Regions from separate parts of the Mus musculus genome. Here regions 1, 2, 3, 5, 6 and 7 are each linked to region 4. A link is a contact called in public ChIA-PET, Hi-C, HiChIP or PLAC-seq and promoter capture Hi-C data. All regions are on one chromosome and are shown on one strand. The core of a region is the stretch at or near the end of the contact, and the rest is flanking DNA. Distances in the headings are between cores, read along the strand shown. Region 1 holds the start of Myl7 (myosin, light polypeptide 7, regulatory). Region 2 overlaps Kremen1 (kringle containing transmembrane protein 1). Region 3 holds the start of Emid1 (EMI domain containing 1). Region 4 holds the start of Xbp1 (X-box binding protein 1). Region 5 has its middle 25 kb from the start of Emid1. Region 6 overlaps Kremen1 (kringle containing transmembrane protein 1). Region 7 overlaps Emid1 (EMI domain containing 1).

What was found. Promoter capture Hi-C pulls out the DNA fragments that hold promoters and counts their contacts. A called contact is a pair of places that touch in the nucleus more often than the background predicts. ChIA-PET counts read pairs in DNA pulled down with a chosen protein or histone mark. HiChIP or PLAC-seq counts read pairs in DNA pulled down with a chosen protein or histone mark.
Region 1: a contact with region 4 is called in a promoter capture Hi-C map of trophoblast stem cells, with 9 times the contacts expected there. The contact joins the promoter of Myl7 here to the promoter of Xbp1 in region 4. A contact is called at or near these places in 9 of 39 promoter capture datasets (the SN4741 cell line, cranial neural crest, embryonic stem cells and 6 more), 15 of 115 datasets of contacts at active chromatin or transcription factors (the NIH/3T3 cell line, astrocytes, cardiomyocytes and 11 more) and 1 of 9 other capture datasets (embryonic stem cells).
Region 2: a Hi-C map of nephron progenitors shows a contact between it and region 4, with 3 times the contacts expected there. The contact joins the enhancer-like site here to the promoter of Xbp1 in region 4. A contact is called at or near these places in 2 of 39 promoter capture datasets (hippocampal neurons and neural stem cells), 1 of 484 Hi-C or Micro-C datasets (nephron progenitors), 9 of 115 datasets of contacts at active chromatin or transcription factors (the NIH/3T3 cell line, the SCID.adh cell line, bone marrow-derived macrophages and 6 more) and 1 of 9 other capture datasets (embryonic stem cells).
Region 3: a contact with region 4 is called in a promoter capture Hi-C map of neural stem cells. The contact joins the promoter of Emid1 here to the promoter of Xbp1 in region 4. A contact is called at or near these places in 19 of 39 promoter capture datasets (the 3T3-L1 cell line, 3T3-L1-derived adipocytes, the C10 cell line and 15 more), 1 of 484 Hi-C or Micro-C datasets (uterus), 15 of 115 datasets of contacts at active chromatin or transcription factors (the 230-238 cell line, DN3 thymocytes, the SCID.adh cell line and 11 more) and 2 of 9 other capture datasets (embryonic stem cells and pancreatic islet).
Region 5: a contact with region 4 is called in an RNA polymerase II ChIA-PET map of memory CD8 T cells, with 156 read pairs. The contact joins the enhancer-like site here to the promoter of Xbp1 in region 4. A contact is called at or near these places in 6 of 39 promoter capture datasets (the 3T3-L1 cell line, cranial neural crest, embryonic stem cells and 2 more), 5 of 484 Hi-C or Micro-C datasets (B cells, CD4 T cells, the N1E-115 cell line and 2 more) and 18 of 115 datasets of contacts at active chromatin or transcription factors (the 230-238 cell line, CD4 single positive thymocytes, DN3 thymocytes and 14 more).
Region 6: an H3K27ac HiChIP or PLAC-seq map of double positive thymocytes shows a contact between it and region 4, with 4 times the contacts expected there. The contact joins the enhancer-like site here to the promoter of Xbp1 in region 4. A contact is called at or near these places in 9 of 39 promoter capture datasets (3T3-L1-derived adipocytes, the HPC-7 cell line, cranial neural crest and 6 more), 7 of 115 datasets of contacts at active chromatin or transcription factors (the 230-238 cell line, astrocytes, bone marrow-derived macrophages and 3 more) and 1 of 9 other capture datasets (adipose tissue).
Region 7: a contact with region 4 is called in an H3K27ac HiChIP or PLAC-seq map of oligodendrocyte precursor cells, with 8 times the contacts expected there. The contact joins the enhancer-like site here to the promoter of Xbp1 in region 4. A contact is called at or near these places in 17 of 39 promoter capture datasets (the 3T3-L1 cell line, the C10 cell line, the HPC-7 cell line and 12 more), 2 of 15 datasets of contacts at CTCF or cohesin (embryonic stem cells and large pre-B cells), 16 of 484 Hi-C or Micro-C datasets (the AML12 cell line, CD4 T cells, CD8 T cells and 11 more), 21 of 115 datasets of contacts at active chromatin or transcription factors (the 230-238 cell line, the NIH/3T3 cell line, the SCID.adh cell line and 17 more) and 2 of 9 other capture datasets (adipose tissue and embryonic stem cells).

Annotation. Positions count from the first base shown.
Region 1 is chr11:5,897,377-5,900,603 of GRCm38.p6, forward strand. It overlaps Myl7 (myosin, light polypeptide 7, regulatory), which reads right to left and starts at 1,406. Exons shown (of 7, transcript NM_022879.2): 1 at 1,385-1,406; 2 at 1,050-1,163; 3 at 784-859; 4 at 456-560; 5 at 1-22. The coding sequence starts at 1,387.
Region 2 is chr11:5,200,689-5,203,860 of GRCm38.p6, forward strand. It overlaps Kremen1 (kringle containing transmembrane protein 1), which reads right to left. Exons shown (of 9, transcript NM_032396.3): 6 at 1,009-1,341. Among named protein-coding and RNA genes, the nearest start is that of Gm25142, 50 kb to the right of the region's middle. Within about 2 kb of position 1,578, at least 10 of the 459 cell types and tissues checked have an H3K27ac peak or open chromatin away from gene starts, as enhancers often do. A contact at or near this core is called in nephron progenitors, where this site is marked.
Region 3 is chr11:5,150,223-5,153,538 of GRCm38.p6, forward strand. Emid1 (EMI domain containing 1) reads right to left here and starts at 2,008. Exons shown (of 15, transcript NM_080595.3): 1 at 1,900-2,008. The coding sequence starts at 2,000.
Region 4 is chr11:5,518,846-5,521,956 of GRCm38.p6, forward strand. Xbp1 (X-box binding protein 1) reads left to right here and starts at 1,796. Exons shown (of 6, transcript NM_001271730.1): 1 at 1,796-2,355; 2 at 3,078-3,111. The coding sequence starts at 2,150.
Region 5 is chr11:5,175,596-5,179,040 of GRCm38.p6, forward strand. No RefSeq gene overlaps it. Among named protein-coding and RNA genes, the nearest start is that of Emid1, 25 kb to the left of the region's middle. Within about 2 kb of position 1,771, at least 89 of the 459 cell types and tissues checked have an H3K27ac peak or open chromatin away from gene starts, as enhancers often do. A contact at or near this core is called in the 230-238 cell line, B cells, CD4 single positive thymocytes and 9 more, where this site is marked.
Region 6 is chr11:5,243,121-5,246,354 of GRCm38.p6, forward strand. It overlaps Kremen1 (kringle containing transmembrane protein 1), which reads right to left. Exons shown (of 9, transcript NM_032396.3): 2 at 655-817. Among named protein-coding and RNA genes, the nearest start is that of Gm25142, 7.1 kb to the right of the region's middle. Within about 2 kb of position 1,296, at least 163 of the 459 cell types and tissues checked have an H3K27ac peak or open chromatin away from gene starts, as enhancers often do. A contact at or near this core is called in 3T3-L1-derived adipocytes, adipose tissue, astrocytes and 2 more, where this site is marked.
Region 7 is chr11:5,109,062-5,112,507 of GRCm38.p6, forward strand. Emid1 (EMI domain containing 1) reads right to left here. Exons shown (of 15, transcript NM_080595.3): 14 at 1,629-1,713. Among named protein-coding and RNA genes, the nearest start is that of Gm46266, 4.7 kb to the right of the region's middle. Within about 2 kb of position 2,005, at least 6 of the 459 cell types and tissues checked have an H3K27ac peak or open chromatin away from gene starts, as enhancers often do. A contact at or near this core is called in the SCID.adh cell line and oligodendrocyte precursor cells, where this site is marked.

The DNA of each region.
Region 1 (3,227 bases), core at 156-2,655, 380 kb after region 4:
ATGGCTTCCTCGGGGTCCGTCCCTGGAGGGGGGGGCGGGGCGAGGCAGCCAAGTGAACTCTCAGATCCCCTGCCGCGAGGCCCCACCCAGGATGAACTTGGAGTACAAGGGAGCTTCTTTGTACTGGGGCCTGAAGGGCTCCGGCTATACCGAGTGAATAAAGGTGGGGTGGGGTAGATTGGAGGGTGCAGAAGAGACTTGAGTCGGAATTCAGAGTGTTTCTTGGGCATCAAAGGGGTTGGCAGGCCCGGCTGGGAAGTCAAAACTGTGATTAGGAAGTGGATATTTCCTGAACCCAAGCCAGTTCAGGCGCTCCACATCCTCTGCGTTGGCCCTGGGCAGGCAGGGTGCACAGGTTTCAGGGGAGTTAGGTTGAGCCTCACGTGGGGCTCCCGGGTCAGGTGAGGTCGGGTTTGCGCTGTGGCTAAGGAGACTCAGACCTCCTGCCAACTCACCATTGAGCTTCTCCCCGAAGAGTGTGAGGAAGACGGTGAAGTTGATGGGACCCTTCCCTTCCTGCAGCATGGCGTCCAGCTCTTCCTCCGGAACACTTACCCTCCCTAGGAGAGTAGGTCTTGAGGTGACCCAGGCCGCCCTCCCGGGCTTCCCAGGCAGTGAGGGCAGAGGCAGGGGCAGCTCTAGCTGTGTGGCAGGTGGGGGAGGGGGATTCCTGCCTGAATGAGGCTAAGTAGGAGAGAAAGGGCGGGGCACTGTCCTCTCTCGGAGCAAGTGCCTGAGGTGAACAAGCCGGGTCCCTGGGAGGTTGCTCCTGGACCCACTCACCGAGCTGGGAATAGGTCTCCTTCAGGTCTGATTTGCAGATGATCCCATCCCTGTTCTGGTCAATGCAGCTGAAGGCCTGTGAGGAGATGGCCTGCAGGTGGGAGCTGCTCACCCCATCTCTTCCAGGGATGGCGGGTAAGGGAGAGTCTCGGGTAGTATGAGCGAGGTTGGAGGCAGGAGCACTGACCCTCAGAGGAGAGCCGTGTGCATGGGGTATGAAGTGGCTCCCCGGATCGGGGAGAGGCTGTTTGGGATAGGCTACTCACTTCCTTGAATTCCTGAATCTGGGCTTGTTCGAACATTGAGAAGACATTAGAAGAGCCACGTTGTGCCTGCTTGGTGGCTGCAGCCTTGCCTCGGGTCCCAGCCTTCCTACTGGCCTGTAATACTGATGATCAGAGGGGTCCTCTCTCCAGTTCTCCAAAGACCTCCTCCCTACCTCATGTAGTCTCGTGGGAGTGCCAGGGAGAGGTGCCTTTCCCCACCCGAGATCACTTCCCTGAGCCCAGCACAGGCACACAAGTCCCTGGCTCTGTCCCAGGGCAGCTCAGAGACTAGCACCTGGGTGTGGCTGGTCTCTTGTTCCCCACCCAGCACTCACCATGATCTGTGGCGGTCTGACTGAGTGATCGTGCCACCCAGCTCTTTATGTCTCAGCCTTATCACCCAGAGGCCCAAATAAGGAGAGGAATGGATGATTGGGCTAAACTTGGAAGCCCCCGCTGGTGGAGAAAGACAGGGCTCCACATAGATCCTATTCACACTCCTGGTAACCTTCAGGCCCCCAAGTGTAACATCCTAGGATCCACCCATCCATCTCTTGTGACCAGGCTCCATGTCTTCCCTGGTCAGAGACGCTCCAAACGTGTGCTAGTCCAGGTCATGGTGGTGTGATTCCCTGTGATGCCTGCATCTGACCGTCCTCTCACCTGACTAGTGCTGTCTATACTCTGGGCTTGGGAAGCAGTACATGATTCTGAGAATGGTCTCTGGCCTGAATCCCCTGGGTCAGATAAAACCCCTGAGTTCTGGCCTGCTGGCCATCTGACAATGGACAGACAGCAGTTCTAACCAGGCTGTGAGCCCCACAGGACCATTGGCTTGATTTGGGGGTAACTCAGGATTGGAGTGACCGAATGCTGCTCTCCCTACATTCAGACATGCGCTCTTCACTCGGCCTGTCCTGCTGAGACGCGCGTACCCACCCTATACGGAATCTTGTGTTTCTTAAGCTCCATCTCAACTCTACCCTCCTCCTCCAAATTCTCTCTGACGTTCCCAACTGAGAGCTGTAGCCTTCTCCTGGGCACCCAGCTTGCTCCACATCTGGAATCCAGAAACCCTGGCACGTGGCAGGCCTACATGATGCTGTTTCACAGGAAAAGTTTTGGGTTCTTATGAAACTGGCCCACAAAGACCATCTCATGTTTCTGAATTTGGGACCAAGGGGCTTTGGTTGCAAGCAGCAGCCGTCAACTTTTGAGGACCTTAGTGTGGCAGAGGAGTCAGAGAAGCTGGACAGCTTAGGGGAGATCATGAGTAGGTCTCTGACTAGGTTCAGTGTTCATCCTCACCCCAATGTGGCTATGCAAGGTGAGTTAGGATATGGGCACTATCTCCTGTTAGGACTCAAGTCCCACTCCATCCTCTTTTATTTTGAGATAGGGTCGGCTATGTAGCCAAGGCTAGCCTGGAACTCACGATGTTTCCCAGGCTGGTGCTGGGATTACAAGTCTGTACCACACACAACTCCAAGGCCTCCTTTTGTATGAATATTTTATAACACCCTCCTAACTACCTGAAAACAAAGTTCAATCATTCAAGTTGGATGTATAAAGAGAGACAAAACAAAACAAACAAACAAACCAGCACAATGCCTCAGATCCCAGTATGTACGAAAAGATGAAAGACTGAAAATCTGTTCCAATGTGTGAGTGTGCCAATATGAGTGTTGTACTCTGTTAATGCAAATGCTCGTGTTGGTTCAAGAAAGTGAAGCCGATAGAAGCAATTCTACACGAGAATTACCAGAAAACAGCAAGATTTCAAGAAAAATGTGACTTTCCCACAGAACCACCAATTTGGGATTTTTTTTCTGAAGCAGAGAACAGAGTAAGCCTTTGACTCCCTGGGTTCCCAGTGAGAGATAAATGTGCATTAAACGCATACAAGTCCGTTCACCTGAAGGCATATTCATGCTGCATAGAAAAGCATTAGGTAGATTCCATCTACCAGAGCCTCTGGAGGGACCTTAGAAACTGTTTAATAGCTCCTAGCCTTGGCCCATATTGCTTCCTCCCTGGTTCTGAGATAGAATGTTGCTGAGACCATCCTAGAGCTGGACCAACCCCTCCCCTCCTCAGAGTGGCAGCTAGCCTGGCATCCTAGCCTCTATCTTTCACATGTTGCAAGGGCAGCTGGGGGTGGGGGTGGGGTCTGGGCCC
Region 2 (3,172 bases), core at 328-2,827, 320 kb before region 4:
GAGACAGGTCTCTTATAGCCCAGGCTGGCCTCCAGCTATGTAGCTGAGGATGGCCCTGAATTGTTAACCTTCCAGCTTCTGCTCTCCTCGAGCTAGTCTTACGGGTGTGTGGCATTACTCCTGGTGATTTAACACAGTTACCTCGGCTGCGCTCTGCTGGGGCAGAAGGAGAGGCTGCTGAGCCTGGGGTTGAGACTTCAGATACTGGGAAGCCGCTTTGTTTTCCCGGCTTTGTGCTTGCAGGACCCCCTTGTCATGGCAAACCTCATTCCACCTGCTCTAGTCTGTCTCACTTCCTGCGGCCCACCACCCACACTTTTTAAAGTTTTGCGGTCCGATACCTGTGCTCAGAGGCTAGCAAAGGCTCCTGTTAGAGGGGCAGAGTGCGTGTTTCTGAGGAACGACGGTAGATTAGTCTGCAGGACTGGTTGGGCTGTCTAGGAGCAGTAGGATGGATGAATGACCACGTGGGAGCCTTCCAGTTCCGTCCCTCACCTCCTTCTTTATCTATCCATGTAGTTGTCTACACAACTGCCACTAAAACTACTAACACGAGCCTGAGGAGATGGCCCTGTGGCCTGCTCTGTCAGAGGACCTGAGTTTGGTTCCCAGCATCCACGCCATGACAGACTGTTCACAACTGCGTGTCGGTAATTTGATGCCCTCTTCTAGCTCCTGAAGCACCCCCACACACGTGGTGTAAGGTATACACTCACATAGTCATAAATAGAATCTAAATTAAATAAATAAAATTATTAAAATAGTGAAACTGAAGTATAAACCAATTGTACACTGGAAGGTGGGGTGTCATGCACTGGAAGGTGGGGTGTCATGCACTAGAAGGTAGGGTGTTGTGTGATGATATGTGGGGGATGAATTAATGTTGAAATGATCTGTAGCTGAGTCAGGAGGACCAAGTGTGCCCCCCAAGATCCAATTTAGGCTTGAAAGCGCTGGCAAGGAAGAGAAGGCAGGGCACCTATGCCCCCAGAGACAAGGACATCTTACCTTGGTACAACACAGCAAATCCCTGGGCCTGATTGATGCGATCAGAGAAGAAATACAAAATGACAAAATCCAGAGAGACATTGAAAGACAGAGGCGGGCGGCTCCTCCCACTGAGCCGGACCAGGACGCGGTGGGTGTAGCCGTCCAGCAGCTCCACCATGTCTGCAGAGTCCCTGATATCAAACAGGGTGAAGTTGAAATGGATGCGAGAGGCTCCTGGAACCCGGATGGTCCAGTAGCAGACTCTGCCAGTGGCGTAGGTGTCAGGGAAGTCAGGGGAGTACACCACGGCTGCCATGGCTGAGTAGTTCCCACCGCAGGCGCCCACGAGAGCTGCAGAAGAGAGACAGTGGGCCTGAGTCTCAGCCTGGGGCTCATCTCTAATCTGGACACAAACAAGCTCTTAGGAAATGTGATCTTACCAGGACATTGTTTCCAGCTACAAACCAGGCCATCCTGGGTTTTAGGATCAAATCACAGAATGAATCACTTAAACCCTGAACAAATGACTGCAGACTATTTGGTTTCCCCAGGAGACCTCAGCCTAGCGCAGGAGGAGAAGTGCAGCCCAGGCTGGGGTCTGGCTGGAGTCAGACAGTCTGCATTAAGGAGGCGCAGGGCCATGGGATCCTAGGGGCTGCACCTCATTCCCAGGCCTCCCCCTTGTTTTCCAGTTTAGGGCCACCACCTGCTGCTGTATCCCATGACACTGAGAAGACATCTGAGATGAAGTGCATGAAATGCTGGGACCTCTCAGCCGAGGAAAGGCTTTTGAAGAGGTGACGTCATAAAGGAAAGGCCCCGAGTCTCCTCAGGGTGTCCCGTTCCTTAGGGGTGCAGTGTTCGCACGAGAAGTCCACAAGGAGCTCTGGCCTGGAAGACCTGCTCTATAGGGATGCTCTCCTAGCATGTGTGACCACAGGCTGGATTTCCAAAAGCGCCCAAGGGGAAGGCAGGGTAAGAGCAGCCTCATGGTGCTCTGGGTCACCCACACGGTGTCTCGGCCATGATTTCTCAGGACTAGTGGTTTGGACTGGCAGGCTTTTAGAGCGGTTGGAAATGAAAGACTTCAGGAGGGAGTGTAGGAACAAGATTGAAAAGAAAGCTGTTATTTTTCAGTATTCAGATGGAACTCGGCCACACGCGTGCCAGGCAAGCACTCTTCCACTGAGCCACAGCTCCAGCAGGCTTTAGGAAAATTCTTCTCTAGCACACAGAAAAGCAATCAAAGTCTGCTGCTTTGCTGGCCCTGGTGGTGCAGGTCTGTAGTCCCAACTCCACGGAGGCTGAAGTCGCAGGATGTCAGTTCAAGACTGGGTCTCGAAAAACCAAAGGCTGGCAAGTGCTCGGTGGCAGGCTCTTCGCCTACCTTGTGAGCCCCTGGGAAGTGGCTTTTTCTTCCTAGTGATGAGGAAGCTCAAAATCAGAAGCTGAGGTCTCAAGACAACCAAGGGACATTATCAATGACAGTGGGGTCACAGAAATGGGCTCAACTGTGCCAGAGTCCAGAGGGAAGAGGTGACCACCACAGAGGCTGAGACAGCTGCATGGGAACGAGATCCTGGGGAGCAGTGAGCCTGGCTTCTCAGCTGAGCACAGGGTCTGACATACAGTGTGGCCGTCAGCTGAGAACACATGGAGCCTGACATAAAGTGGTAGCCGTGAGCCTGGCTTCTCAGCTGAGCACACACGGAGCCTGACATACAGTGGGGTTCACATTCACTTTTGAGCTCTTCTGCAAAGGCCTCCTCGTGCTGGCAAGAGTGACCAGTGTCCAGCAGCCAGCCAGAGTTCCCCTCTCAAAGGACCAAAGCCTCTAGTTGCTGGGCAGGGGGCGGGGGGCTGTTAACCCATTTCTCCCAGGGCCACTGGAGAGAGGCAGGTGTGACACGTTTGTGTCTGAGAGAGTAGGAGAACACTTCCTTAGGCACTGGTGAAGGCCAGCTCCTTCTGGGAGAAGAGCGAGAGCGGAAGACTTGGTGGCCCTTGGTGGCCGTCAGGCCTCCTTGCGAGAGAACAGGAGTCTCTTTCCCAAGTCCCATCAAAGGCCAAAGTGCATGGCTGCCAGGGGAAGAGCGAGAACCACTGACAACACCTCGTTCCCGTGGCTGGTGGCAAGTCCTACGCTGTAGATAGATAGGGGAACCAGTGACCCCCATGCCTC
Region 3 (3,316 bases), core at 758-3,257, 370 kb before region 4:
CCGGGGCGCCTGGCTGGGAGTGGAGGAAGGGTTGACAAGGCGCAACATCCTCATACTGTCTCCAAGATACTGAGACAGGGCCACGAGGGGAGGTCCCGGCAGCTAACGTCCACAGGTAACTCTGGTTTTAGGTCCCTACCCTACTTCAAGATGGTAACCAGTGGGGCCCCAATGTGCGTGGCCTGTGCTCTCAGAACAAACCTTCAGACACAGGATAAGCAAAAGGGGAAACTGAGGTTCACGGCCATCAGTCTCGGTGTCTGTAAAATGGGTATGAGGGGGCTGCTGCAAGAGCTTTGTGACAAGACTATACAGAGGGACAGACTGGGTGAAACCCAGACACCTGCCCACAGGCAGAGTCCCCACACAGGAAGCCGGGGACACGGAGTACAACTCGGAAGTGGTGGCCTTGGGCCAGCTGGAGGGAAGTGTCTCACCCATCACCCCAAGTCTGACCCCAGGAAGCCCTAGATCCTCACCCCTCTTATGTGGGGCTTACTCTATGAAGTGGGACAGATAATTCCCCACTCTCAGACTTTGTTTCTTTCTCTATAAAACAGACAGCAGAGAGAAGCAAGCCTAGATAGCAGCTGGGAAGGTTCTAGAAGCAATGGATGCAGGAAAAGTGCCAGCCCACACCAGCTGTGGTTGGCACACTGTAGGGGTGCTGTGGCATCTGCCACATCTGCCACTCGGCTGTTCCCATCTCAGACAGCTAACTGCCTGACCTCTGCTGCCTCAGCCACTTCTACCCCTGAGCCTGCTCTACCCGGTCACCTGCTTTTGCTAGCTCCCAGGGGGGGTTGCTGGCCTCTGACCACAAGAAAGGGAAACTTCTAAAAAGAAAGAAGTGAGGCCACAGGGGGGTGGGGCCCTCACGGGCCTTTGAATGGGCTGAAAGGCCTAAGAGGCCTGGTTAGTCCACATTGTCTGTCCTGGAGACAGGGGCAGGGGCTACAGGCAGAGCAGGGGCCAGGGCAGGTTCAAACTCTGCCATCGAGTCCAGAAAGGGAGAGCTGAATCCCAGCTCTTCCATGAATACCCACCACGAGCACATTAGTCTCAGTTTGCCCCTCTATTGAGTGGGGACAAGTTTCCCTACATCCTCCAGTCTTGAAGGCACTGTCTAGAAAAAGCCCCACAGGACCCGATCCTGGGAAACACTCCACAAAGGCCGGCAGAGAGTCATAGGCTTTTGGGAGGTCCAACCAAATGCCAGGTCCCAGGGGGCCTCTGACACTGACCCACTGTGCAGTCTCCACCCCAGTCCTTCCTCCGAGTGAAATAAATAGCTGGGACATAAAAAAAGAAAAAAGAAAAAAAAAAAGAAAGAAAGAAAGAAGAAAAAGACAGTAGCAGGGGAAAAGAGAGGGGATTCCTGAAGGGCTGGCTAAGGGGTGATCCTGGCATTTTACATGTACATGAAGGGAAGGGGGGCTTGGGCGAGACCCACAGAAGTCCTGGGAAGCTCTGTTGCATTGCCATGGGTCCACCTTCTGGGGCCTCCGGGATCTCAGTAGGGGAGGCCGTCTGTTCTTTCACACAGAAGTAGGTGAGCCGGCTATCCTGAGCACAGCGTGCCAAACCCCTGCTCCCACTGCTTATGGTATAGAGATGAGCGATGGAGCCCCTGCAACAGTCTCGGACTGCCTCCGATGTCCCGGGATTGCAAGGAGCTGGGGTCGGGTCTCTGTCCCAGTCCTAGGGTTGCATGGAGCTGGGGTCGGGTCTCTGTCCCAGACCCTGAAGTTGCACAGAGCTGCGATCGGGTCTCTGCCCCAGTCGCGGGATTGTACGGAGCTGGGGTCGGGTCCCTGTCCCAGTCTCGGGGTTGCACGGAGCTGGGGTCTGCTTCCCTCACCCCAGTGCTGGGATTGCACAGAGCTAGGGGAGACTTACCTGCGACCCGAGAACCGGGCGCCCGGGACGCTCCACGCGGCGCCGCCTCCCGGGAGCAGGAGCCCGAGGCAGAGCAGCGTCCAGGCCCGCGGGCCGCCCATGCTGTCGTCCCCACCGCAGCCGCGGGCGCGCAGAGCCGGTTCCGGGCGGAGCAGGGCGGGGGCGCTCGGCTTCGCCCGCCCCTCGCCCCCCGCCCCCCGCCAACCCGGAAGCCGTCCGCGCCCCCGCCAGGACGCCCTCCAGGTGCCCACCTGAGCCGCAGACTGGGAAACTGAGGCCCTGGCCGCACCCGCCCCCTCGTCCCCGCAACGCTGCCAGGACCTGAACCCACCACTCCAGAGCGATCGCCTCTGGACGCACATCTTTGACATCTTTGCGGAACTGGGTTCCCGAAACACACAGGATCTTCCCATCGACCTAACACAGGCTTCCTGCGCGAGCTGTGCCATTGTCCCAGGCATCTCACCCCATACATCCTGCCCTGACTAAAGCTTTCATCACTCCGTGTTGGGCTGGCTAGGTCGCCCATGTTACGGAGGAGAAACCCGAGGCTCAGGTGCTCCCGCGTCCCCTAAGTGCAGTGACCCTTATACCTGTTTTACAGGGAGACACTAAGGCCCAGAGCACTCTGGCAGAGTAACCCCAGACCCACAATCCCCTCATCTCAGTGTTGGGGTCTAAGCACAAGTGTAGACAGCATTTTGGCATAGGCCTCAATTTCCCATTCCCTAAGGTAAGGACTGGCTGAGAGCAGAGGGCCTGGGTGGGACTCAGGCACATTCCACGCGGCATAGCAGGTGCGAGGAGTTTGCCTGTGCTGACATGATAGACTATTTGTGTGCATGGATAATGTTGTATGCATGCACGGCGCTGTAAACATGTATGTGCTGAATCTGTGTGTACACGATGTGTTTGTGAGCATGGGCAGTATTTGCTTATGTACGCCATATTTGAATGAACAATGTATGTGTTTGTGTGGTGGGCATGTGTATGCATGTATGTCTGTGTACACGTGAGATGCCTGTATGCATGCATATCATGTTTGTGTACACGTGTGCATGTGTGTGTATATGAACATGTGTGTATATGAACATATATGTACATATATGTACACACATATATGTACATATATGTACACACATATATGTACATATATGTACACACATATATGTACATATGTGTGTATATGAAGTATGATTTTCTTTCTTTCTTTCTCTTTCTTTCTTTCTTTCTTTCTTTCTTTCTTTCTTTCTTTCTTTTAGATGAGCTCTCTATATGTCCTGGCTTGGTCTGGAACAAATACACACACACACACACACACACACACACACACACACACACACATATATAATATGGCTAGCTTTCATTTCACAGAGGTCTGTCTGCCTCTGCCTCCTGCATGCTGGGTTCGATACTG
Region 4 (3,111 bases), core at 546-3,045:
AAAACAACCTGATGCATGGGGGTGGTTGGGAGAGGGCTGGGGGTGAGGATGCTGTGTTCTCTGGTGATGAGCTGGAGGCCTTGGATGGGGCGGCAGGGAGGAGGGTAAGTCTATGGGGGTATCCCTAGCTGAGATTCCTACCAGAGGGGGATATAGAGACTGAAGTGGCCACCTCCTGTAGCCAGGCAAGACTTCTAGAGGAGAGAAGGGGACATCAATCGCCTTGCCTATAAGAAGTGCAGGGATAAAGATGGAGCAGACCAATATAGCCAACCAATGCCCGGCCCAACTTGAGATCCATCCCATGTGAGAGAGCGGATCCCTGACACTACTAATGATGCTCTGCTAAGCTTGCAGTCAGGAGCCTAGCATAACTGTCTTCCGAGAGGCTTCATCCAGTAGCAGATGGAGACAGATGCAGAGACCCACAGCTAAGCATTGAGTTGAGCTGGGAGTCTTGTGGAAGAGATGGGAATAGAACTGAGCAGTGGAAGGGGGTCAAGGATGCCCCAAGGAGACATACAGAGTCAACTAACCTGGGACCATGGGGGCTCACAGAGCCTGGGCCACTGACAAGGAAACCTACAGGAGCTGAACTTATCCCCCCCACCCCCATCTGTAGCAAACGTGCAGCCTGGTCTGTATGTGGGTCCCCTAACAAGTGGAGTGGAGCTATCTTGGTCTCTGTTCCCTGCCATTGGATCCCCTCCGCCTCCCTGGACTGCCTGGTTGGGCCTCAATGGGAGATGTTGTACCTAGTCCTGCTGAGACTAGATGTCCCAGGGTAGGGTGGTATCAAAGAGGTATTCTCTAAGGAGAAGGGGAGGGAGCAATGGGGGGGGGGGATTTGTAAGGGTGGGACTAGGAAGAGGGGGCTATGATTGGGATATAAAGTGAATAAAAAATAAATTATTGGAAATAGGAAAAGGAAAAAAAATACTAATGTAGGGGTGGCTGTGTAGGTGAAAAACGCCCAGCACCCAGGTGAAAGGTTGGCAAGGCTGAGCCTGATCGTAACCCCAGTGGCAGAGAGCAGAGACAAGCAGACCATGGAGGTGTAATGGCCAGCCAGCATAGCCTCAGGGGCAAGCTTCAAGTGCACTGACTCTTATAAGGCGGAAAGCAATAGAAGAGTACACTCTCCCCCACCCCATCCCATCCCCTGAAACCTATTTCCACCCCCTCCTCACTCCCATTCCCTAATGAAAGGAATACTAAAGTCTGGAGGTATATATAGCTCAGTGGTATCTCTAGTTCCACAGTAAAGGGGAATAGTGGAGTGCTAGAGCATTAGGTTCTGGGGTCTGGCTCCAGCACAGCAAAACAAAGACAACAGTGATAAAAGCTCATACCAGAAGAGATCAGAAATAAGAAGAAAAACGAAACCACATGTATTCTCACTATGCAGACTTTATTTACTAATCCCTTACTACATGCTAGCCAAGGCTCTAGTGTTTTCTTTTAAAGTTATTAATTTATATCAATTAATTTATATGAAATAGGGTTTGATCTATAGCCCCAGCTGGCCTAGCTAGACCTCCCTATGTAGCCCAGGCTGCTCTCAAACTGGCAATAAAGTGCTGAGATTACAAGTGAGTACTACCCTGCTACATTTAGTTTTGCAATCATCTCATTTTCTAAAGACTCATTTTGTGAAAATTTCCCAGGTGTGTGTGTGTGTCCGCTAACCCTAAGCCGGATATGCCACCAGTTCAATTTTCTGCTGTACTGGGAAGTGGGGGGGGGGGGGGGACGGGACGGGGGACGTAGCGCCGGACATTAAAATGGGGTCGGGCTAGGGTAAAACCGTGAGACTCGGTCTGGAAATCTGGCCTGAGAGGACAGCCTGGCAATCCTCAGCCGGGGTGGGGACGTCTGCCGAAGATCCTTGGACTCCAGCAACCAGTGGTCGCCACCGTCCATCCACCCTAAGGCCCAGTTTGCACGGCGGAGAACAGCTGTGCAGCCACGCTGGACACTCACCCCGCCCGAGTTGAGCCCGCCCCCGGGACTACAGGACCAATAAGTGATGAATATACCCGCGCGTCACGGAGCACCGGCCAATCGCGGACGGCCACGACCCTAGAAAGGCTGGGCGCGGCAGGAGGCCACGGGGCGGTGGCGGCGCTGGCGTAGACGTTTCCTGGCTATGGTGGTGGTGGCAGCGGCGCCGAGCGCGGCCACGGCGGCCCCCAAAGTGCTACTCTTATCTGGCCAGCCCGCCTCCGGCGGCCGGGCGCTGCCGCTCATGGTACCCGGTCCGCGGGCAGCAGGGTCGGAGGCGAGCGGGACACCGCAGGCTCGCAAGCGGCAGCGGCTCACGCACCTGAGCCCGGAGGAGAAAGCGCTGCGGAGGTGGGCCCGGCGGGCAAGGCTGGGGCGCGGGGCGGCAGGACTGGGATTGGGACTCTCTCGTGTGTGCCAGCTGGTGGGCTCCGTACGGTGGGTTAGATTCACCTCTAGTGTCTAACCTGGGAAGCGGAGCTGAGGGGGATGCCCCTCCGAAGGTCTGCGTCGGGGGTGTGTGCAGGAGCTCCCGACACAGGCACAGAAGAAGGTGCCCGACGCCCAGTCCTCTGTAAATGCTCGCTCTTTGTGGTCGTAGGGTAGGAACCGCTCCAGCTGTCATTGCAGCCACTTGGGAACCCCACCCTGGGAACCGAGTCCACAGCGTCCGGCATCCCGAGAGTTTGGCTTGGGGAGGGACAGTTGGTAGCGTCCCCGCCGCCTTCACGGATATCGCTCTAGCAAGGAGCCTGTGGGACGGAATTGGACCCAGAAAGTAGCGGGGGAGGAGGGAAGAAGCATATGACGCAACGGGAATGTATCAGCCCGGTGGTAAAATGAGATCCGGGTGGACAGCCGCACGGGAGAGAATCAAGCAAGTCTTCAAGGCCTGTGGATAGAAAGCAGCGTGTGTATGCGTGTGCGTGTGCGTTTTGATAGGAGCTTTAAGCGTGTTTACTTGCTAAGCCTTATTCTGTAAAGTCAACGAAAGCACCAGCTGGCCACGTCTACAAATGAAGACACATGAAAGCTGGAGATGACTCAGTTATGTTCCCTGTCTCCTCCCCAAGGAAACTGAAAAACAGAGTAGCAGCGCAGACTGCT
Region 5 (3,445 bases), core at 521-3,020, 340 kb before region 4:
TGTGATCAGAAAGACTCTTTCAGACCTGGTGTACAAATGTGGTCCTCCTCCGAGTCCCAGTGTGTCCTCTGAAAGGCCTGAGGCCTTCACAGCAGGAGCAGGCTCCACCTGGCATCCTTGAAGGAGCTGGGTGCATAGGCAGCTCCCAGTGCCAAAGGCCCTTGACTGACATAACCAAAGATGTGACAGCTGAGGTGGTGTCCAGCGAGAGACTCCAGGGATGCTTAAATCTATACTATGAATTCTCTCAGGAGTGACAGAGTTTCAAAGACTAAGAAACAGCAGACCAACATAGCTGCTGGTTCTGGGAAAGCCAGAGTCTACCCTGAGCCTAGAACCTTTGACATCACTCAGTGACAGATCCCAACCACGGTATTAGACAACTGTGGCCACAGATCCACACAGAGCACTCATGGCTTCCCATGGCCTTCCAGGGCTGAATCACATGGGAGTCAGGGCCAGCGCCCATGGGGAGCCCTCCAGCCACCTGTCACTGTGTTCAGAAACCCATACTTTCTGGGTTTTTGTGGTTTCTTGTTGTGGTTTGTGTGTCTGTCTGTCTGTCTGTCTGTCTGTCTGTATATCTGTCTGTCTTTCTGTCTCTGTCTCTGTGTGTCTGTGTGTGTCTTGTGTGTCTATGTTTCTGTATGTGTCTGTCTTTCTGACTTACTCTCTATGTGTCTGTCGTGTGTCTGTGTATATTGTGTATCTGTGTGTCTGTCTGTGTGTATCTGTCTATCTCTTTCTGTCTCTGTATGTCTGTGTGTCTGTCTCTGCCTGTCTGTCTGTCTGTCTGTGTAGGCCAGTGGTTGAAGTCAAGTGTCTCCCTTACCCACTCTGCACCTTAGTTTTTGAGCAGGGTCTCTCACTGAACTCAGAGGTACTGATTTGGCTAAGCTGGCTGGCCAGTGTTGTCCCAGCACTTAGACTGCAGGTACACGCCACCACACCTGGCTTTTTAACCTGGATGCTGGAGATCTGAACTCGGGTCCTCATGCTGTGTGGACCTAGGCACACACCCACTGAGTCGATTCTGTAGACTTGTATGCTGTTTTGTTGAGAAACAGAGCAGAATTCACCTCACAGGTCCCCGAGACCAGAAGGGCATAACTCAGTCCTGCCTCAAGTGAGGGGGTAGCTGTGACAGGCCGTCATGAGAACATGCTTTCAGTCTGAGGAGAAGGCAGCTCCACCTGGCACTCTGATGTCACCAGCTTCTTTTGTTCAAACAGCTGGGCTGTTTTGTCGGCCATACTTTCTGGGCAGTGCCTAAGACCAGCTGAGGTACGTTACTGCAGAGTTTTCAATGGCCGGGGCTTAAAATCTGGCTGCTGAGTCAAACTGGTGACAAAGACAGCAATTCCACTAGGAAATTCCACTGAGGCTGGAGGCCCGTGAGTTTACACTGGAATAGGCCTGGGACTCTTCGATGGTAGAGCACCCCAAGGCCCCAGGCTCAGGCTGAGCGCTGCAGAGTCTCTGAGTCTCTGAGTGTGCAGACTTCTAAGCACAGCATACTGGAGGCTGAGATAGAAGGTGGAGAGTTTGAGGCTACCTCACAAACAAACAAACAAACAAACAAACACGTGCTAGGGTAGAGCTCTTGCCTTGGCCCTGGCATGATCTCTAGTGTGGTTTAAAAAAAAAAAAACAACCCTAAAGAAGAGATTCTGGCTGCCAGCAGAGGCAGGAAGCAGGATGTGCGCATCACAGCCGCTTACCACAGCCTGAGGCAGGAAGGAAAGACTGACATAAAAACCCTTTGATCGTGGTCTCTTGATCTCTGAAAGGTTCATCTCATCACGGCTGAGAAAGGATGGGCGTCTATAACTTCTGTGTCGCCTAAGACTCACTGGATCCTCTAGAATATTCCCAACCGAGCCAATGGCCAACGCCCTGGGTAGGCTTCTGGTGAACTGAGCTAGGTGCCAGGTCAGGCGGGAGTCCTCCGCGCTCAGTGGCCTACAGCTGGTACAAGGAGACAGGTAACTTCCAGAAGGCCAGCCTGGCCAGGGTACATGGCCTCAGGCTCCACAAAGCAGAGGCCATTGTCTGTCCCAGTATTCCTTGCCATCAACACTATCATATATCCTATCATATCAGTCATATGATGTTCAGTAAATATTTATAGGTAAAATGAACCATGTAGGAGCTGGGAGATGGTTAAGAGCACTGGCTGCTCTTCCAGAGGACCCAGGTTCAGTTCCCAGCACTTACAGGGCAGCTCACAACTGCCTATAACTCCAGTTCCAGGGGATCTGACACCCTCAAACAGATATACATACAGGCAAAACACCAGTGCACAAAGAAGTAAATAAATAAATCATTAAAAAGGTCTTGGAGGGAGAAGTCTGAAAGGGTATGCTGGTACCGGGGACTATATGCACGTATGGTGGGTATACACATGTTTGGTGTGCACACAAATATCTATGTAGTATGTGCTAGACATAGATGGGCAAAGTGTTTAGCCTCAGCAGCAGAGTCTCTGGACTCAGGACTGACTATAATTTGTGGGCACCACAGTGCAAAATGAAAATATAGAGTCTCTTCTTGGAAAAATAATGAAGACTCTCAGGAGGCCAACAGCCAGAGCCAAATCAGGAGCACAGGACCCTGCAAACGCCATATACCTGGGACGGCCAGCCCTATGAGCTGCAGCCCCAAGTCCTCGCTCCCTAAGAGCTCCCGGTCCATAGGTTTGCATCCCCCCCTGCCCCCACTTCCCAGTTCCCTCTTTTTTTTTTTTTTTTTCTTTTTTATCTAGACAGGGTTTCTCTGTATAGCCCTGGCTGTCCTGGAACTCAGAAATCCGGCTGCCTCTGCCTCCGAGTGCTGGGATTAAAGGCGTGCGCCACCACGCCCCGGCCAGTCCCCTTTTTTTCTTGTAAAGCTAGGTTCCTGCCTGGCTGGTCTCAGGGTTAGCGAGCATCCCTCTGTCCCTTGCTGGGGCACTCACTGTCTGCTACTTTGTGTTGTGGTTGGAACAATGAGAATTTCTTCCCTGGGGAGATGTAAATCCCTTCCTCCCTCCCTCCCTCCTTTCCTTTCCTCCCTCCCTCCCTCTTCTAAGAACGCAATATCAAACTAGAGTTTGGTTTCATCAAGGCTCACACATGACCAGAGCATGAGTGAAGGCTTGCCTACAGGAGTATGTGTGACTCTGTAGCAGCAGACTGGAAAGTTTTCACCCACCATGGATGGTGGCTCCCCCATAGCACAGGTGGAACCCCTTTTCTCACCCCCATCTTTCTAGTCTGGTTCTTTCTAGCAGCCTCTGTGGAGATGACACTGACCATGGAGGCAAAGCCACAGTTAAACTGACAGTTTAGGTCTGCAATGCCTCCCAAAGCCATGTGTGGAAGGCGTGGCTTCCCCGTTTGTTGCTATTGAGAGGTGGTGGTACCTTTAAAGGGTAGGTCCTCTTGGAAGGTCTTTATGTCATTTG
Region 6 (3,234 bases), core at 46-2,545, 280 kb before region 4:
ACAAGAGAGTGACCAGAGAAGGCACTGCTGTGAATGCCAGCATAAAGCAAACTAAGGTGGAGAAAAATGAGAGAGGAAGAGAGAAAAAAAAGACATGAATTCATTTTTATTTACTTTTATTTCTTGTGCGTGCTTCACTGTATGTTTATCTGTGTACCATGTGCAGTGTCTGGAGAGGTCAGAAGAAGGTGTCTGATACCCCAGAACCGGAGTTACAGATGTTCTGAGCTCCCATGTGGGTGCTGGCAACTGAACCTGGGTCCTCTGGAAGAGTGCTAAGTGCTCTTAACTGTTGAGCCATCTCTCTGGCTCGGATTAGTTCATCTTAAAAACTGATATGGCCGGGCAGTGGTGGCGCACGCCTTTATTCTCAGCACTTGGGAGGCAGAGGCAGGTGGATTTCTGAGTTCGAGGCCAGCCTGGTCTACAGAGTGAGTTCCAGGACAGCCAGAGATACACAGAGAACCCTGTCTCAAAAAAAAAAAAAACCAAAAAAACAAAAACAAACAAACAAACAAACACAAACAAACAAACAAACAAACAATGATATGGTTCTCTGAGTTGGCCAACAGGAGGTAAGCAAGCATTCCAGTTGTGCGAAAGGCTGGAAGAGGAGATGAGAGATCATCTTGAAGCGCTATGGCCCCATCTTACCTGCAATAATTGTGCTCGCCCAGTCCTCCTTCCCCGTTGGGGTACTTCAGCGTGTTGTACGGATGCTGGAAAGTCTCGTTCCAGAACAGACATGGCTTCCCACCTTGCAGCGCTGTCCAGCTCTGTGTTCCCCTGTAATCTGCACCGTTGGCTGTGAAGCACTCTGGAAGGAGGAGAACAGCATACTCATTTTCTGGCAACATTTATAGTTTCCTCCCTCTCTGGTGAATGTTTTATTTGTTTTGTTTGGATCAAGCTAGAAATGGATCATGTTTTGCTAGATCTTGGGCGGCCTGCTGGGCTGACTGAATCTGCAAAAAGGTGCCCTGTAACACTGGCACTCTTGGCACCAGCTTGTTGGGGCACTGGGACATTTCCCCTTGAAGTGTGCAGGTCCCAGTGAAGAGATAATCACAGAGCTGGTGTGCTGAAGTCCACGACGTGAGCCAGGAAACCTTCAAATCTAGATAGTTGCTAACAGCCATGCGCGTGGACTTTGGGGGCCCTCCGAGGGGGCCCCTGCGCTCGCCAGCATCTCCCTGCGGTAACTAGAACCAGGGCAGCAGCTGTAACTGAGAGCTCCCCTACAGTCGGAAAGGCTGCGAGGCCACTTGGATTTAATAAGCATCGGACACAGCAACGCTTTGGAATCCCAATCACACAAATCGGGGATGACTCACACTCCCTGGGAATGAGGAACAGTCAGTCCTCCCTGCGCAGTCTGACGTGCAAGAAAACAGGGGCAACGGAGGACGGGGGTGGCACTTTCTCTCACCTCCCCCTGAAGTGCTTTCCTAGAAAATGTGTCAAAATGGTCTCAGGTCCCATTTTATGAAATGACAGTCCTTGCAGGTGCAATCATGTACTTCTAAAATCCACTTCTCAGACTGGGGGTGGGGCTGAGGCTGACAGGCTTCCCACATCTTGTATGCATTAAACTCACAGAGGTTCATGGGAAAGGCGGAGTACAAAGAGCGATTTTTTAAAATTAGCTTAGTTAAAACTGACAGATAGAAGCACTTCAAACACTTCTCTAAGATGTATCACTGGGACCCTGACAGTCTGGGGAGTCACACCAACATGCTCAGCTCTCCCTCTTTCCTTCTCCTAGCTCACAGTGACCTATAACTTCCGGTAATAAGGACGTGGTGTAGTCTCCCGCTGGAAAGTGCATGTGCCTGCTCTAGACTAATAGGCATGTGGACAACAGGAACACAGCTCTATCCTGAAAGCCATCTGACTGCTTAGAGAAACCGTCCACAAAGCGGCTCTCTTCCAGTCACGCCTTCCTCCTACCAGCTGCTCTCTGTGTTTGGTCTGGAATGGCACCGTTTATGGACAGCTCAACTAATCTAGAATTCTAGGAGACAGGAAACCATAGCAACTTACCATGCCTGGTGCAATACTAGTTAGTAAGTGTGAGTCCTCAATTACCAAGAGGATTGTCTACTAGGGGTCTACATTAAGAAAAAGCTCAAAGATAACTGGGCACATCGACTCAGCATAGATTGGCAGATACCAACTAAAGGCTCAGTGTTGGCTTGTTGTTTGATTGCTGCTGACAGGCTCTGCGGCCTTGGTCAAGTCAACATCAGGCACATCAGTTTACAGTGTTCACATGTATGCCAGCCATACTGATTTAGCACACTCCTCTTTACCCAGGAGGCAGCCAGAGCACTCGACCACACCCAGGACTCCAGTGGAAGCACCCTTCCTCTCCTTCACCTCTGTTTTGGACCCACTGACCGCGAGAGAGCAGTTCAGGGCTCCCTTTCCTCTTCTGCTCTACAGCCCCCCCCCCCCCCAGAACTCTAAGGTTTGTCCTATGGGCGTCTGAGAGCCTCTGGGCTGGAAGCCTGGCTCTGCCCCTAGTTACTCATCGCGGTCAAGCCACGCTGGTCTGCTCTTAATCCTGGGAACATACTTTTCCATTTCCTGCCCAAATGTTCTTCCTCTAATATTTCCAGTTGCAAGATAAACATTGCCCCTCAGAATCCCCTTCCCATCTCTGCCCACCCCTGCCCCCTTCATCTGTCCACAGTACTCACTATCATACACACATACATACACAGCCCTAAATCCAGGATGCACACACTGAACACAGGGTCAGCCAACTGCACACACACACTGGCATCTTCCTAGACATCACCCCCTGAATGGTATGAGCTGACAGCTATTCACACATTGTAATAGTTTGGGTGTTCTAAATGGTCTAAGGATGACCAGAGCATATGAAGGATGTTCAATGACACACAAACAAGTATCTGCACCGTGGGTCCTAAGAGGCTAGAGCAAAGGCTGCACGGAGTGGCTGATTCTAAGACTATCACACCAACCTCTGTCAACTGCTACAATTGTAATTGCTATGTTAAGATAGTTTTGCCCTATCTAATCTTATGCACCAAACAAAACATTATATTGCAGAGCTGGGTATGATGGTGTACACTTTTAATCCCAGCACTTCTCAGGCAGTAGCAGATAGAAGAGTTTGAAGCTAGCTGTCAAAGTTGAACTTCTGAGAGTTTAATACAGGTTTACATAGAACATTCCAGGTTAGTCAGAGCTCTATAGTGAAAACCT
Region 7 (3,446 bases), core at 755-3,254, 410 kb before region 4:
CTCAGCCTTTGTTCTTTCTCACTTGGTCACTCACTGAGACACCACCTCCAGGAAGCCCTCCTGGACTCTTTTCTCCTGAACTGGCTCCCTCCCTCATGGTGATGACTGAACCCAAGGACTTGTACAAATGAGGTAAATGCTCTACCATGCAGCCATGGCCCCAGCAGGCCAGAGGCATAATTATACACACTACTCTGTCACGTATCTCTTCTTAGCTTCTACTGCCAGTGCTATCCCTCCCCACCCCAGCCCTAAACTGCACAAGGGCAGAGCTACATCTATCGGCTTTGTTGGAGTCTGTGCATAGGTGACTGCCTGAACAGGACAGCTAGCTCCTTGTGCCAGACTCTCTGTCCTCCATGAGTGGAAGGATGCTAAGTATCTTCTGGCCCGGACCAAGCACTAGGAGGTGTCTTCATGCCCAAGCTTGTCCCAGGCCCATCCTTGGAGGGTTTGCCCCTGCCTGCCCGCCCTGCCATTACCTGGCCAGATGATGGCTTCCAGCAGTGTGACCCGTCTGGCCAGGAGCTCCAGCTGAGCCTGCTGCTGCAGGAAGCTCTGTAAGCTAGGAGCCTGATGGGAGATCGAGAAGAGCAGACGGTGCGAGTCTGGCCTCTAAGGGCTGGGCTGGGAGCCAAGGGGGGTGAAGGCGGCTACTCCAGGACAGGAATCTGGACCAGTGTCAATCAGGCCTCAGTGGCCCCTCAGGTAGTCAGGAGGATGAGAACTTGGAGGGTGAATGCCAGGCCCTGACAGGGAACTTAGGATACTACGACCATAGTGGCAACTGCAGGAGGGGTACCTGGGGTCAGGAAGGTAGGTCCTGTAAGAGTCTCGAGAACTTTATGGGGAAGCTGGTCAGAACTGGCAAGTGCTCTATTACCCAGAGTCCTCTGGGTCCTGAGTCTGCCTCTGTCACCCACAGTTCCTTGTACTTGAGGAATCTAGCTGTGTAATCTATTTCTTGTGGGTCTGGAGACTGTTCCCATTGCCTATGACCTCTCTAGAGTTGAAGCCCAAATGGAGTCTACATCTCTTATCTATAATCCTATGGGCTTGGGCTCTAACTGTATATGACCCCTGACCCCACTATGGCTAGAACCTGGCTGTTACCCACAATCCCTTGCTGATTAGGCATTTGGTTTCCTCTCTCTCTCTCTCTCTCTCTCTCTCTCTCTCTCTCTGTCTCTCTCTCTGTAGTTGTTGTTGTTTTGTTTTGTTTTTTTTCTAGACAAGGTTTCTCTGTAGTCCTGGCTGGCCTGGAACTCACTCTGTAGACCAGGCTGGCCTCAAACTCACAGAGAACCTGGGATCAAAGGTGTGGGCCACCATGCCCAGCTTAGGAATCTGTTTTCATTGCCCATAAATCCTTGCAAACCTCATCATCTGTTGTCTCCGAGCTGTGTAAGTAACTGTTTCACCCACAATGCCTAGCGAGAGGCACAAGGATGGGTGCAGGAGTAGGACCTTCTCCCGAGAGGGCATCAGTCATCAGGGTTGAGTAGCCTCTGTAGCCTGTGCTTCCTCAGCCTCAGAACTGGACTCAGGCCAGTTCCACCCCAAGAAGGTTTGGGGGAGGCTGGTAAGCAAGGGCTGGGCTGGCTGGCCGTCTGTCTGTCTCTACTCACCATAGAGCCCAATCATTGTTTCCAAGATTAAAACCCTCTCAGCTAAAATCTTCAAAGCCTCGCGTAGTTGGTGCAACCCCTCCCCCTGTGGAGGAAAGAGACAGATGCAGCCGTGACGGGGGGCAGGGAGGGGACCCTGCAAAGCCTGCCAGTGGCCCATGCCCCACCCAGGACAAGCACCTGTAGCCATACCACTTTCCACAGCCCCGGACCCATGGACAGCCAAACAAGATGGAGGGGGACAGGATGGGGACAAGGCAGGAGGAAGCAACCCCTGGACACCATTTCAGAAAGTGCCATTTACACCCAGCTGTATGCAAATTGTGCCACTCTGCCAGTCACCCCTCTGCTTTCTCCAAAGAAGCCATATTGTTTTCAAGGCCCCATGGCATCAGCTCAACCTCTCAGCCCATCCTTACACAGTGTAAGGATCTCTTTGCACAGTGCCTGTGACATCCCTGGGTTGTCTGTGCTCTAGGTGCACCGCCCCCCCCATCTCTGCATTTTAAATTCTTTACATCTTTCTCTATCTCTTGATCCATATTCTTCAAGTTGACTTTCTGTTATAATCAATCCTATCAGCCTCACCCTAACTCTATCAGTGAAACTAAGCTAGTTGTTGGTGATTCTGTTCATGCTAAAATGAGTATTAAATGAAAAGCAAAATGTTTCAATGGCACTATTGCTTAAAATAAGGCAGATCTAAGGCTGGAGCCCAGCACCCTCCTTCAAGAAACCATTCACCTCTGTGCCAAGACCACGGCAGTTCCACACTCTGACCCACCATGGAGAGCACCCTCAGCCCCGCCCCTCTCAGCAGCAGCTGAAGGCACTAGTGGATTCCCAGGGTTGTGGTGGTGGGTTCACCAAGCTCCTTCTTTAAGGCCTCCCAGGCCTAGGGCTCTCCACTGTCCCCAAACAGAGGTTCATTTAGAGACCTCTCTTGGACCTCCTCCCAGTTTGTCCTTTCCTTCCCCAACACAAGGTCCATGGTGTTGCCCAACACATGTCCCCTCCCTAAACAACTTCCAGAATGTGGGTATACTTTCCAACAGACACCAGGGTGTTTGCAACAACTATCCCACACCTGACAGCATCTAGAAGTCTGTTGGCTTTTAGTGTAGGGCGAGTGAAGGGATGCATACACACATCTGTGTGTGTGTGTGTGTGTGTGTGTGTGTGTGTGTATGCACATGCCTCTCCACTCTATTTTGCTTTCTATCTTACTTTTTAAGACAAGGTCTTAAGGTGCACCCAACATGTACAGTTCCAGCTAGCCTGGCTGCCTACCGAGCTTCACCTGTCTCTAGTCCTCCATGCTAGGGTTGCAGGCATATGTGCCATGCCTGACTTCTGTGTAGGTGCTAGGGCTCAGACCTCAGGGCCTCTTGTTTGTACAGGGAGTGCTCTTTCCCACTGTGCCATCTCCCCCACCTCCGTGTGTGTGTGTGTGTGTGTGTGTGTGTGTGTTTGTGTGTGTGTGTTTGTGTGTATGGATTTGTGCACACATGGACCTGGAGGCTAGAAGTTGACAGATGATGCTTTTCTCCACCTTATTTATCGAGGCACAGTCCCTCAATTGAATCCAGAGTTTGTTCTGGTAGTTCTGTTTCTGCCCACCCAGCATTTATGTGGCTCTTGGAATCTGAACTCTGCCCCTCACTTCTGCTATCTCTCCATCTCCTCCCCCTTTTTTTAGCCCCAACCTCACGACAGTGCTGCCTCAGACTCCCATGTGCTGGAATTGAGACCCTTGGCTCACCGTCCAACATCTGAAGCAGTGGCTCTCCACAAGAACATCTAAGCAACCGAGAGGCC